2 separate regions of the Mus musculus genome follow, and region 2 is linked to region 1. The links are chromatin contacts, called in public Hi-C maps. All regions are on one chromosome and are shown on one strand. The core of a region is the stretch at or near the end of the contact, and the rest is flanking DNA. Distances in the headings are between cores, read along the strand shown. Region 1 has its middle 190 kb from the start of Cdh11. Region 2 overlaps Gm32728 (a long non-coding RNA gene).

Region 1 (5,432 bases), core at 2,671-5,170:
TTAGAATTTGAGGTTTGACATCCCAGTTTCAGTACCATTTCCTTTCTTCAATAAACTTATCATAGACCTGACCAATGGTACCAGCTAGACTCTGAAGAGAAATCTAGAAGTTATACCATGAACCTGTTGTCATTACCAGCTTATTTTTATTGACTCGGTTAGTACAATGAATTGAAGTAAGTATCTAGGTAAATCCTCTGTACAGAGTGTTCCAATTCTGGGCATAGAATTCTCAATGGCAAAGGATGCTATTGGACATCTTCTGGTAGCCTTGTGCCATTTGTTGAGCCAGTGCTACCCTGTTATTACTATGCATGTAACAAGACCAATGACTGTGTTTAGACAGATTTTCTTCTGACTTTGTGGTTGATATCCTCAGGGTCTTTGGTGACTATGACATATCTTAGAGATTCCACTGTCTTCCTCTATGCTCAAACCAAGCTAACATCTACCCCAACACACACACACACACACACACACACACACACACACACACACACACAAACACACAAAAGCAATTTCCAGATCCCTCATCTAAGCTCTTTGGACCTGACCTGATGGCTCATGGGATCCATAGCAAACTTAATTGATTAGATTCTCCCTCTGACAAATGTAACTAAGTATCTATCCTGAGTGTTGTTAGCTGAGCTTTATTGATGAAGAAGAAGAAGGAGGAGGAGGAGGAGGAGGAGGAGGAGGAGGAGGAGGAGGAGGAGGAGGAGAAGGAGAAGGAGAAGGAGAAGGAGAAGGAGAAGGAGAAGGAGAAGGAGAAGGAGAAGGAGAAGGAGAAGGAGAAGGAGAAGGAGAAGGAGAAGGAGAAGGAGAAGGAGAAGAAGAAGAAGAAGAAGAAGAAGAAGAAGAAGAAGAAGAAGAAGAAGAAGAAGAAGAAGAAGAAGAAGAAAGAATAGATCCCTAAAACCCTTCAGTGCTAAGGTCTCTGAAGCTACCCTGACTGCCATCCATACTAAGGGCTTGTGCAGGGCTTGGAGTCTCTTGTCATTTGAACCCATTTAATTCTATCTTTTATGACCAAATGTGTGCTAAATTATCTCAATCAATCACTTGTGATATAAAAGTGATTAATATCAGTTTGTCATAAGTAGAGAATAAAGGTAAAAGGAGACAAAAGCACAGATGCAGCAAATCCACAGGTAATGTAGAAATAGTTGGGTTTTTTTGTCTGTTTGTTTGTTATTTTTTTCCATTTGTTTTTTGAAACAATGACTCAGAACCTGTGATCAGGAGGCAGGACAGCCATGTTGGAATCACAGACCTAGTATCCACTTATGAGCAAAGAGTACGTGAAAGCTATCATAAGTGCCACAGTCCCCCACTAGCCTTACTGATGGATGCCTTGACGTTTATGATGGATAACCCATTGAAAAAGTCACATCCAGTCATGGAGTCTGATATGTTACATGGCCTTCATTTTATAGGAATCCTTACTTACAATATGGTAAATATTAGGAATTTGTATTCATTTTTTTCTCCTAAGTTGTTGCATATGGTCTACCTGAAATAATTTCTGAAGGCCTACAGAAGTTAAATATTGGAAATACTAAAATCAAAAATACAAAACATAAATAGTATACAAATATATAAAACATTATATTAACTTGGCCTTATTTGACAAAGATCAAAGTCACGAAAAAGAATGCTGTCTATTTTATTCATTGTCACATTTGGTCCAACCTTCCCTTCTAATTCTTAAAGACACAGTTTCTTTGAGATTGATGTATTTGAGATGAAGGATGTTCTGCCGATCCTTATGCTACCTATCCACTACTGAAACCATCTCCCACTCTGGCCATTGCATCTCATGAGATAGAATTTTTTCTCCGGATTTCATCCCACATATGAATGCCTTTGGGAAACCTGGAACTTAGCAGAAATATAACACTCAAGCAGTGATTTCACCCTGATTTTCACCTTTGTGTGTTTATTTGCCTATTTTACTTGCACATTGGCCTGAGGATGTGGGAGAGTAAAGTTCTCCCAACATAATTCTTTATCCTGTGCTTTCACACAGTTCTATTAGTAGCTAAACAACAACTTGTCAGAACCAAAGCCTTTATTTTTACAGTTATTCCAGGAGACCTGTGCCTGCTGGCCATGACTATAAACAAACCTCAGTATGATACCCAGTAGGCCTCCTGGTCATCTTTATCCAATCCTTTTCCTGCATCTCAGCTTCTTCAAAAATCCTATGACTTTCTTTCATTCTCTCACAGCTTTGGGTATTTGCCATTGATCAGATACCAACTAGCAGTCAAAAAACATCTGAAAATATTTTAACTCACATTTTAGGTTCCTTAAATTTGCCCATTCTTTCCCTCACCCCATATTTTAGAAGAGATTTTCGTCTTTTAAAGACAGATTCGTCCTAATTATTGAACCTACCTTCCTCCACGTTCTACAGTTGGGAATTTAACAAAGGCTTAGCACAACTATAAGAAACGGCTTCTGATTAGAAGAGGAAGTCACTAAGTGTCCCATCACAGTAATGGGAATGAGCCACAAGTACTGATAGATCAGCACTTGTCACTTATTTCTTGCCTAAGTTGGGGGTTGGCAAGCTTCAGTTATCCTTCTTTCTTCATCTTGTCCTGCTTGCTCAGTGCTAGGGTTGCTGGACACTAATTGATGTTCATGATTATACAGCAAGTACTCTTAACCTCTGAAGCTTCTCTTCATCCTCCTTGTTTCTTTGCTTAAAATTCTTCTGATTAGCAACTATTAATTGTATATATTTATGGGGTACACTGTTATAAACTAATCTACATGTGTGCTGTATAAATATTATGTTAAGTTGGTTAACATATCTATTTATATCTCATTTCACTAGTGTTTGTTTAATATGTTTGGTGAAGATGGTAGAAATATATTCTTTTACCAAGTTTAAAATCTGGAAGTCTAAGGCTATATCATACACCAGATGACTGCATGGAAGCTAGAATGCATATCCCGTTCAAGGTTCACCAACTCAGGAAGTCAAGACAGAAGTTTGGTTGCCTCAGTGCATTTTGTAATACTCTCCTGTCTTGCTTCTTTGCATGCCAACCCCTGTAGCCACTGAACCGGACCACACGAATCTGAGCCATGTGCAACATCCCACGTGCACTGGGATTTGTTCTTATTGGGGAAATCTAAACCTCTCAATGCTTTATACAGAAGATTTGGAAAGGGCTGTTTCTCTCTTCTAGGCAACTATAGCTTTAGTTAAGGAAAAGAGAAGCGACTAGAAAGCTCCTGGAGAGTCGTGGCAGGGTCTGTTTGAAGTGAGAGCAGCCCTAGCAAATGTTAAGACCTGTCAATCACATCATGAGGTGGGCTTGTTAATGTGTGAAGTACTGAGTCTTTAATAATTCTGCAGCGAGGCCTGGAGGATTTGTAGAAGGAAACGGTTTTGAAAGGATTACTGAGACACCTGGCAAATAGACCATACCAAAACTCACTATTCTAAAAGGTAGTTCAGGGTCAATGCTAATAGAGTTGAAGTCTTACCTTTGCTCCGTATACTTACGGTACCTCAGGAAAGCCGCTTTATTTTGAGTTGTGGGCTATTTTTTGTTGTTGAGACCTTATGTAAAATGTTGAAATCACTCTGGTCAAATGTTACACTTGAGAACAGATACAATATCACAGAGTAATTGTATGCAGAGTACAGATCCAAACCTTCTTCATATATCTACATGGTGTTCAAAGAGCAAAAAAAAAAAAAAAGTTATGATTTTGTTTTGAAGCTTCTCTCTCTGATGTTTTACTTAACAGAGCTTCTGTGACCTCTCCCCTGTGCAGAAAACATCCACATTGTCCACCACAGAGAAGAACACTTAAACCACTGGCCAGGCCAGTGGAGACAGGATGTCCCTGTTGTCTCGACATCTGGCCACTTCAGCATAAGCCTCTAATTTTCTGTGGCTCTTTCTTGGCCTTCCTTCAACAAGGGAGGGTGGTGTGGATAATGAGCCCCATCTGTGAGGCAGCTGGGTTCCGGAGTCCGTCCCCCCCCCCCCCCGCCTTCTCTGTGACTTTGAAGAGGCCATCCATGTTCTGCCTGGAGGTCTTCCACTGTGGCCAGCGTCTCTGTTCTTTATTAGCAGTTGGGAAGAACACTGAAATGCTAAAAGGACAAAGTATATTAAGGTCCTATTCTAGGATGTGCTGAAACACACCAATGCGGAGGCTATCACTGTGGAAGAGCGTCTTGGGCACAGATAGTACTGTGCTCACGTTCAAAATGGTGTACATTTTCTTCCATTACTGCAGAACATGTTGTGTGGCAGATGAGAAAAACAATTGGTTTAGAGTCATCATGGGGGCTTAAAATTTAAGTTTTTCTGTGTGTAATTCTTAGTAATTCTAAATTCCTGGTTAATTTGAGTAGTAAAAGAGTCTACAGAGAAGCTTGAGTAATATCTTAGCCCTAAATAACCTTTACTTTATTTTTAAGAACAGAAGGTAATAGTTAAGCTAGACTGGCTTATTTTAAGATCTTAAAAACCAACTGACCTCTGTAAACCTAGAGGCTTCAGCATCGAAACAATGAAGTATACATAATGCTTTCCCTTTGTAACTTTTACTTTAAAATATATATTTATTTTAAAGAATAAATGAAAACTAAAATTGGTATAGTGGAGCGTCCTGAGATAGTGAAATACAAGTAACCAATGTGAACTATCTCTAGTTCTTCTAACAGGTATCCTTGTTCATGGTAAAAGCACCATCCAGCATCCTTACTTTTCATGCTCCTATTTACCTATGGAATTCTCCAAGGATCCAGTCCTCTGTGCTGTGTTGTACTGACCTGTTGCCACGTAGATGTTGCTAAGTGGATTGTGTATGAATGTGAGGACTTGCTCTATACTTTCCTCATTTGCCGAATGGGTCAGAAACAGAAATGATTCTGGCTTCACAGGCTAATAGTAACCAGTGAGCTTCTGCTACTTATCGATTCTGCGTAGTTACCCAAATTGCTTAGTTTTGCTGAGCCTCCATTTTCTTATATACAAAATGGACATCGGAAAGAAAAATGTATTCCTGCCGAATAGAATGTAAAACACTCCCGAGTGTACCTTGAATGTTCTCACCTAGTACTAACTTAAACTCTTTCAAAGCTGATTACTGTCTACCCCCCGTGTGTGTTTGTGTGTGTGTGTGTGTGTGTGTGTGTGTGTGTGTGTGTGTGCATACACATGTGTAATTTAGTTTGCCTGTGGTTATAATAACTTAGCAGTCAGGCCAATAATCTAATCAGAAACTGGTGACAGTGAGCTTGTAAATGTTTATCAGCTGGCCCTGTAGGAGGGTATGGAAGGTAATAGCTCTGACTTGTCTCTTGTGCCAGATTCTGTAGCTTAAATCCTCTCTTGAAGGCTGATTTCAAGTGACCTAGAAAACTGATCACAGAATCTGAAAGAAACGAGCACAAC
Region 2 (5,961 bases), core at 1,499-3,998, 1.0 Mb before region 1:
AGTGGGCTAGCTACCGTATTATCCCTATTTTACAGCAAGAGGGTCGGATAGCCGAGAATAGTTCGGTTTAGGAGCTGGTGAGATGGCTCAGTGGGTAAGAGCATAGATAGACACCAGGACCCACATTTGAGGTCCTGGTACCAACATAAAAACCAAAAGCCAGCTATGGCTGTGCATGTCTGCAACCCGAGCTTTGGAAGGCAGAGACAGGCTGATTGGTTCCCAGGGCTCCCTGCCCAGCAAGCCCAGCAGAAATGGCAGGTGCTTGGTGAGAGACCCTTTGTTAAGGCAATGAAGTAGAAGGACAGAGGAAGACACCTGACACCCTCCTTTGGCCTCCATGTGCACACATGTCTGCACAATCATATTCATGCAAAACACATATACATATACAACACACACATACACATATACACATACATACACAACACACACATGCTTGACACACACATATACACATGCACACACATGTGCACACATGCATACACAACATATACATACACACATGCACACACTACACAACACACACATACTTGACATATATACACACACACTACACACATGCACACACATGCATACACAACATACATACATACATACATAACATACATACATACATACATACATACATATGTGTGCACACACAGAAAGAGGGGGGGTAGAGGGAGAGAAGGAGAGATATTGAGGACAGACTATGAATTTCAAATGTGCCTGGTGATTCCCTGAGGTTCCTAGAGACCTACTCCTGGGCCTCCCTCCCTCCCTTCCTCCTTCCTTCTTTCAGTTTCTTCCCATCCATGTCTCTCCCCTTTTGTCTTCCTCCCTCTGCCTCCTAACTCCCTTTCCTTATGTTCTGATCTCCCTGACTTGTCAGACTCCGGATGTATCCAGAGTATGTATACACGGCCCTTAGATACAGGAGCAGAAATCCAAGATACTGCAGACACAGCCAGTCTGTGTCCATTCGCAGCTTCTGTGCCAGCATGCCTATGCATGCCGCATGTGCCTGTGGCTGCCCCTGGGTGATGAAACCACAAGCCCTCTTAGTGTGCCCCATCCCTGTGTGGTGCGAACAGCCTGAGTGCCCAGAACTTCCCCTGTTATTCCAGATGTGGTGGACCAGCCGTCATTTGCCTGGTGAAACTGTGTCATTAGCTCCAGAGGGAGGTGGCCAGTCTTTGCCTTCGTTCAGCCTGGCGTGCCTTTTGACTCTGTTGCCCCTGTATGAGGCAGGCGCGCCCAGCAGGTTGTTTGGTAGCCAAGAACTGTATCTGGTTTGGGTTGTGCACACTTCTCTTCTAACAATGCACCTTCTTCATCTGCGTGTACTTTGCACACACACCCCTCTGTGAGCAAACCACGTAGCAGTCTGAGACCCCTACCTACACTGACTTCACGGATACTCCTCTCCAAACATTAAGTGTAAATTTCTCTGTGTCCGTAAGATAACCAGATTTTGGCAGTTTTTATTCAAATATATTGCCAACAAATCTGGGTCAGAAGAGCAGCAGGCTGATCAGGCCAGAACTAGATTTCAGTGCATGCGCATAAGGCAAACCGTGTTCTCAAAGCTAACCTTTATGGGGAGCTCCTAACTTACTGCCTAGCATCTATGCATACTTGGGCACACATGTGATTAAATGAGATGCATTCTGGGAAGGGACATGGGCAGTGGGATTATATGATCTAATTTCTCAATCAAAATGGAGACCCGCCCAAACCACACCCCATTGTAGCAATCTCTCTTTCCTTTACATCCCATAAAAAGATACCCTAGGCTGAAACCTGGGTCCCTTGAGTACCCTAAAGAAGTGGCCTAGTGTTCCCTCATCTTTTCTATTGGTTTGCCTGAAGTAAACTTTCCTTGATACTTTTGAAAATTTGTGGGGGCTTTTATTTCAAATCTTCGAATAAGAGTAGGTCAAGAACCTTCGAAACATTTGGGCCTGTCCCCAACCATGGATACTATTTAATAGTTCTTAGCTCTGCAGCCTGGGTAGAATTGGGCTGGTAACATCTATGGAATAAATCCTGTTGTGTCTGGGTATAGTTTTTACCCAGAGAGCTCATATCTTGGTGCTTGGGATGGTGATAAAAGGAGCAGTGGAACCTTTAAACTGTGGTCTCCATCCTATCCCATCCCGTTGCTATGGTGACACCATCTGCCAAGAGGTTCTTATCTGAGCTGAGCGATATCCTTGAACATCCAGAACTCTGAGCTCAATAGACCACCTTTCTCACTAAAAATAACTTGCCTAGGGGATTTTACTCATAGCAACAGAAACAGATTAATACAGTGGAGAAGAAGATATATAGGAATCTATGAGGCTAAAGTCTGGTCCTACGTAGAGAGAGCAGTTTGCAGGGAACAGATTGCCACAATGTGACCCAGCACATCTGACTGTTCAAACCCACAGTCCACTCCTAGAAGGCTATGGACATGTGTCCTTGCACTGTCCTACGATCCAGAGAAGCTGGGATCCTGAGCTGGGTGAAGTCTCCCACAGGGAACAATTCCAACCCATGTGACTATAGCAGCAGTGAGCTGGGTGAGAACACACAGCCTGAGCAGCTGGGCCTAGACCCAATATTGCAATCTGTCTGGGGCCTCAGATGATGAGGTTGTGAAGGAATGTCTGCGGAGGTAGGTGGGTGTGGCCTGGGAGCCTGGATGGCACCAGTTGCTAGGCTTTCTAGCCCTGGCTGCCAGCATCCTTCCTGGCCAGCTCAGTGCACACACATCTGGAGGCAATTGTCTGAAGCTGCTGGGGTGGGGCCCAGGCTGTGGCTGGAGCTTTGTGCTGTGCAGACCACACAGGGTCCTCACTTGCTCTGGTACTTACTCCACGTGGATCAGGAAGGCAGAGGAGAAAGAAAGAAAGAGAGGCATGTGGGTGGGAGGATGTGGGATGCACTCAGCACATCTCTTTCTTCGGAAGACTTTTTGGCTTTCCCCAGCGAATCAGAAAGTCCAAGGGAGGAAGCTGACTGCACTCTAGCCACACCATGTCTAAATCAAGCAGAACCACAGCACACATGTTTTTACTTTTAAACTCATCAAAGGAACTTCTGGCCTGTACAGAGTCCTAAAAATACACCCTGATCTCTCCTCATGCCCCACCCTCTCCTCTGATTTCTTTTTTCCCCCGCCGTCGTGACTTGAACACTGTTGGCAGTGTGCTCTCTTTCTCTCGTTTTAAGCAGCAGGGCCACATTCAAAAGTTCATACCAAATAAATCTACTGAGGGTCAGTAGGACAGACGTGGGGTTCTGCTGGGAGAAACAACTTGTTCTTTGGTACAGAGGGTGTTAGCACTAGAGAAAACCCAGCCTAGAGAGGAGCAGGGATTTATTTTCAACTCACAAAAGATGTCGGACTGCAAGCGCTACCCCATGAGTTGCTATCCCCTCTCTGGGATAACTGGGATTGTGTCTTATGTGGGATGAAACCTCATCAAGGCGAAGCAAGGAGGCTTTGTGGTGGGAGGCATCAGGCAGGGCTGGAAGAGAGAAATCCTGTCCTGGTTGCCTGGATTCAGTTTCCTAACTCGTTTATTTGGCCACAATGAACTCTCAGGTCCCCATTTGGAAACTGTAATGGAACAGGAGCACCACTGTCTTAGTCACGGTTTCTATTCCTCCACAAAACCTCATGACCAAGAAGCAAGCTGGGGAGGAAAGGGTTTATTCAGCTTACACTTCCGCATTGCTGTTCATCCCCAAAGGAAGTCGGGACAGGAGCTCACACTGGGCAGGAACTTGGAAGCAGGAGCTGATGCAGAGGCCATGGAGGGGTGCTGCTTACTGGCTTGCTTCCCCTGGCTTGCTCAGCCTGCTTTCTTATAGAACCCGGGACTACCAGCCAAGGGATGGGCCCAGCCAAGGGATGGCACCACCCATAATGGACTGAGCCCTACCCACTTGATCACTAATTGAAAAAAAATGCCTTACAGCTGTTTTTCATTTCCTCAAGGGAGGCTTCTTCTCTGTGATAACTCCAGCTTGTGTCAAGCTGACACACAAAGCTAGCTAATACAGTCACTAACATTTGTGACTTACTGAGCAATGAGTACGTAAACCCCCCCATATCTCATTTCATCTGATCTTCCAGTTTCAGGCAGGCACTGGGGATTCTAGGCTGAAGAAAAGGAAAGCCAGGCTCCGGCAGATGAATTGACTTCTCTAGGATGTGCAGTGAGTTCAAACCCAGCCCACTGGTGACTCTTACCTTCGTATTGGTTGCCATTTTCTTTGTTCCATAGGCTAGAGGTGAGAGTTCACAGAAATCTTGGGTAGGGTAAGGTAGAAAGGCCTGCGATCACCATCAGCGTGGCAGAGCCCTGTGAGACATGGAGGTAGAGGATCGGGGCAGAAAACATCTCTTGCTGGCCCTCTTCCAGCTTGCCTTCTTTTTCCCTTGTCTTCTTTTTCTGTGGGGTACCGCAGCCTCTGGAGCTGAGTCCTAGCTCCTCCCGCATCTCCTGACTCCCAGAGGACATCTGAGATAACTCTGAGGTAATCTGTGGCTATCAAGGTGTCAGTGGATGAACCTTTTGGATCAGGTACCTCGGTTGAGCCAGCGAGGTTCCTGGGCAGCTTCTGAAATCTAGTCCTGGGGATGGCTTGATCCGCTGGCTGCTCCTGCTTCTGTCAAGGCACAATCAGATTGCACAGTTCCCACAGTGAGAGTGCACGTGACCAGCTCTCTTCCACTACCCAGCCCCTTTCCTGGTGGCTGACCTGCCTAGGACCTTCCAAGTGGCTGACAAGAGGTTGGGGAAGACAGTCTGTGGCCAGTGCCCATGACTTTCTAGGTAGCAAGGACAGCACTGGGCTGCCCTAAACTGGAGTTACAGAGGACAGAACTCCAGATTGGCAGCTGGCTTGGGTGGGGCTCTTCCTAGGTGTCACTGACCAAGTGGATGAGCTAGGGACTTCTCAACCAATCTTCTCTAGCTTGGGGACCGGGTGGAATCCATGTTCTGAGCCCAGTGCTGCCTACTGCTGCGTGCACATATTACTCGACCAGGCTAAAAACATTTCGTCCTTCTTCAGAGCTGGGCATTTATCTAGCGCAGATGAGATAAGGAAGGCAGGGTTGCAGGAGGTTTGATGCTGGGAATTGGAGGGCAGCTCAGCCTCCGTGTGGAGCAGCTGCGTGAGGTCTGCAGCACATTGTGTTCTGGGGCGCCAGATGAAACAGTATTGGAAGAGAATTACAGGTTTTCTTTGTGGGCAGCAAGCAGACAGAGCATTCCCAGGTTTCTAGGCTCCTTTCCCCCTCTCCACCCTGGCTTGGGGCTGGAGGGATCGCTGTTATTGACTGTTGGAGCGTTTGTGTGCTCCAATCCTTTGTCAGTTGAATTTAGCTTTTGACCTTTCTTAATTTAACCCAGTTCTCCTGGATGGATGACATTCTGGATGGAGTCTACAGGAGTTGGTGGAGGTAGTGCCCTTTCCCCTGCAGCCTTCAGGCTCTGGCTTGTCTTTAGTAGGAGCTTCAAGAAGAGATCTGGTGAACTTTGAAAAGGTGGAGTGTTCTCTGTGATGCTCCTTCCCACTGAAGCACCGAGAGAGGAAGGGTGTTCTTGGAGCTCAGGAAGCTAAGAAGACTTAAACACTACTGCATCTCATGAGAATGAATTGTCGGGGAGTTCTTCCACCCATTGGTGGGCGATAACCTCATAATGTCGGTCTTTGTGTCCATGCAGAATTCACATTCATGGACCTCAAATGTGAGCGATTTGGCAACTGACCATGATGGAGGGCAGAGATGCCATCTCTGGTAATGGTGCTTCAGAACTGAGGGGGTACACCAGTATGGAGCTAAATCAAGTCTCCATGTCTCCCTTCTGTATCTCTCCCAGCACCCACACCTTCTCTACAGGCTTCTGTTGTGTTTTTGGCATTGTCTCTCCTGTTCTTTGGATTCCATTAGCTGTCTAGACCATTCCTCTTCCT

What was found. Hi-C and Micro-C count contacts between places; a contact is called where the count stands out from the background.
Region 2: a contact with region 1 is called in a Hi-C map of uterus, with 6 times the contacts expected there. The contact joins two enhancer-like sites. A contact is called at or near these places in 8 of 484 Hi-C or Micro-C datasets (cerebellum, cranial neural crest, nephron progenitors and 1 more) and 3 of 115 datasets of contacts at active chromatin or transcription factors (the NIH/3T3 cell line, astrocytes and fibro-adipogenic progenitors).

Annotation. Positions count from the first base shown.
Region 1 is chr8:102,976,944-102,982,375 of GRCm38.p6, reverse strand. No RefSeq gene overlaps it. Among named protein-coding and RNA genes, the nearest start is that of Cdh11, 190 kb to the right of the region's middle. Within about 2 kb of position 3,920, at least 25 of the 459 cell types and tissues checked have an H3K27ac peak or open chromatin away from gene starts, as enhancers often do. A contact at or near this core is called in uterus, where this site is marked.
Region 2 is chr8:104,020,013-104,025,973 of GRCm38.p6, reverse strand. The region is part of intron 1 of Gm32728 (a long non-coding RNA gene); the gene reads left to right. Among named protein-coding and RNA genes, the nearest start is that of Gm32728, 14 kb to the left of the region's middle. Within about 2 kb of position 2,748, at least 93 of the 459 cell types and tissues checked have an H3K27ac peak or open chromatin away from gene starts, as enhancers often do. A contact at or near this core is called in uterus, where this site is marked.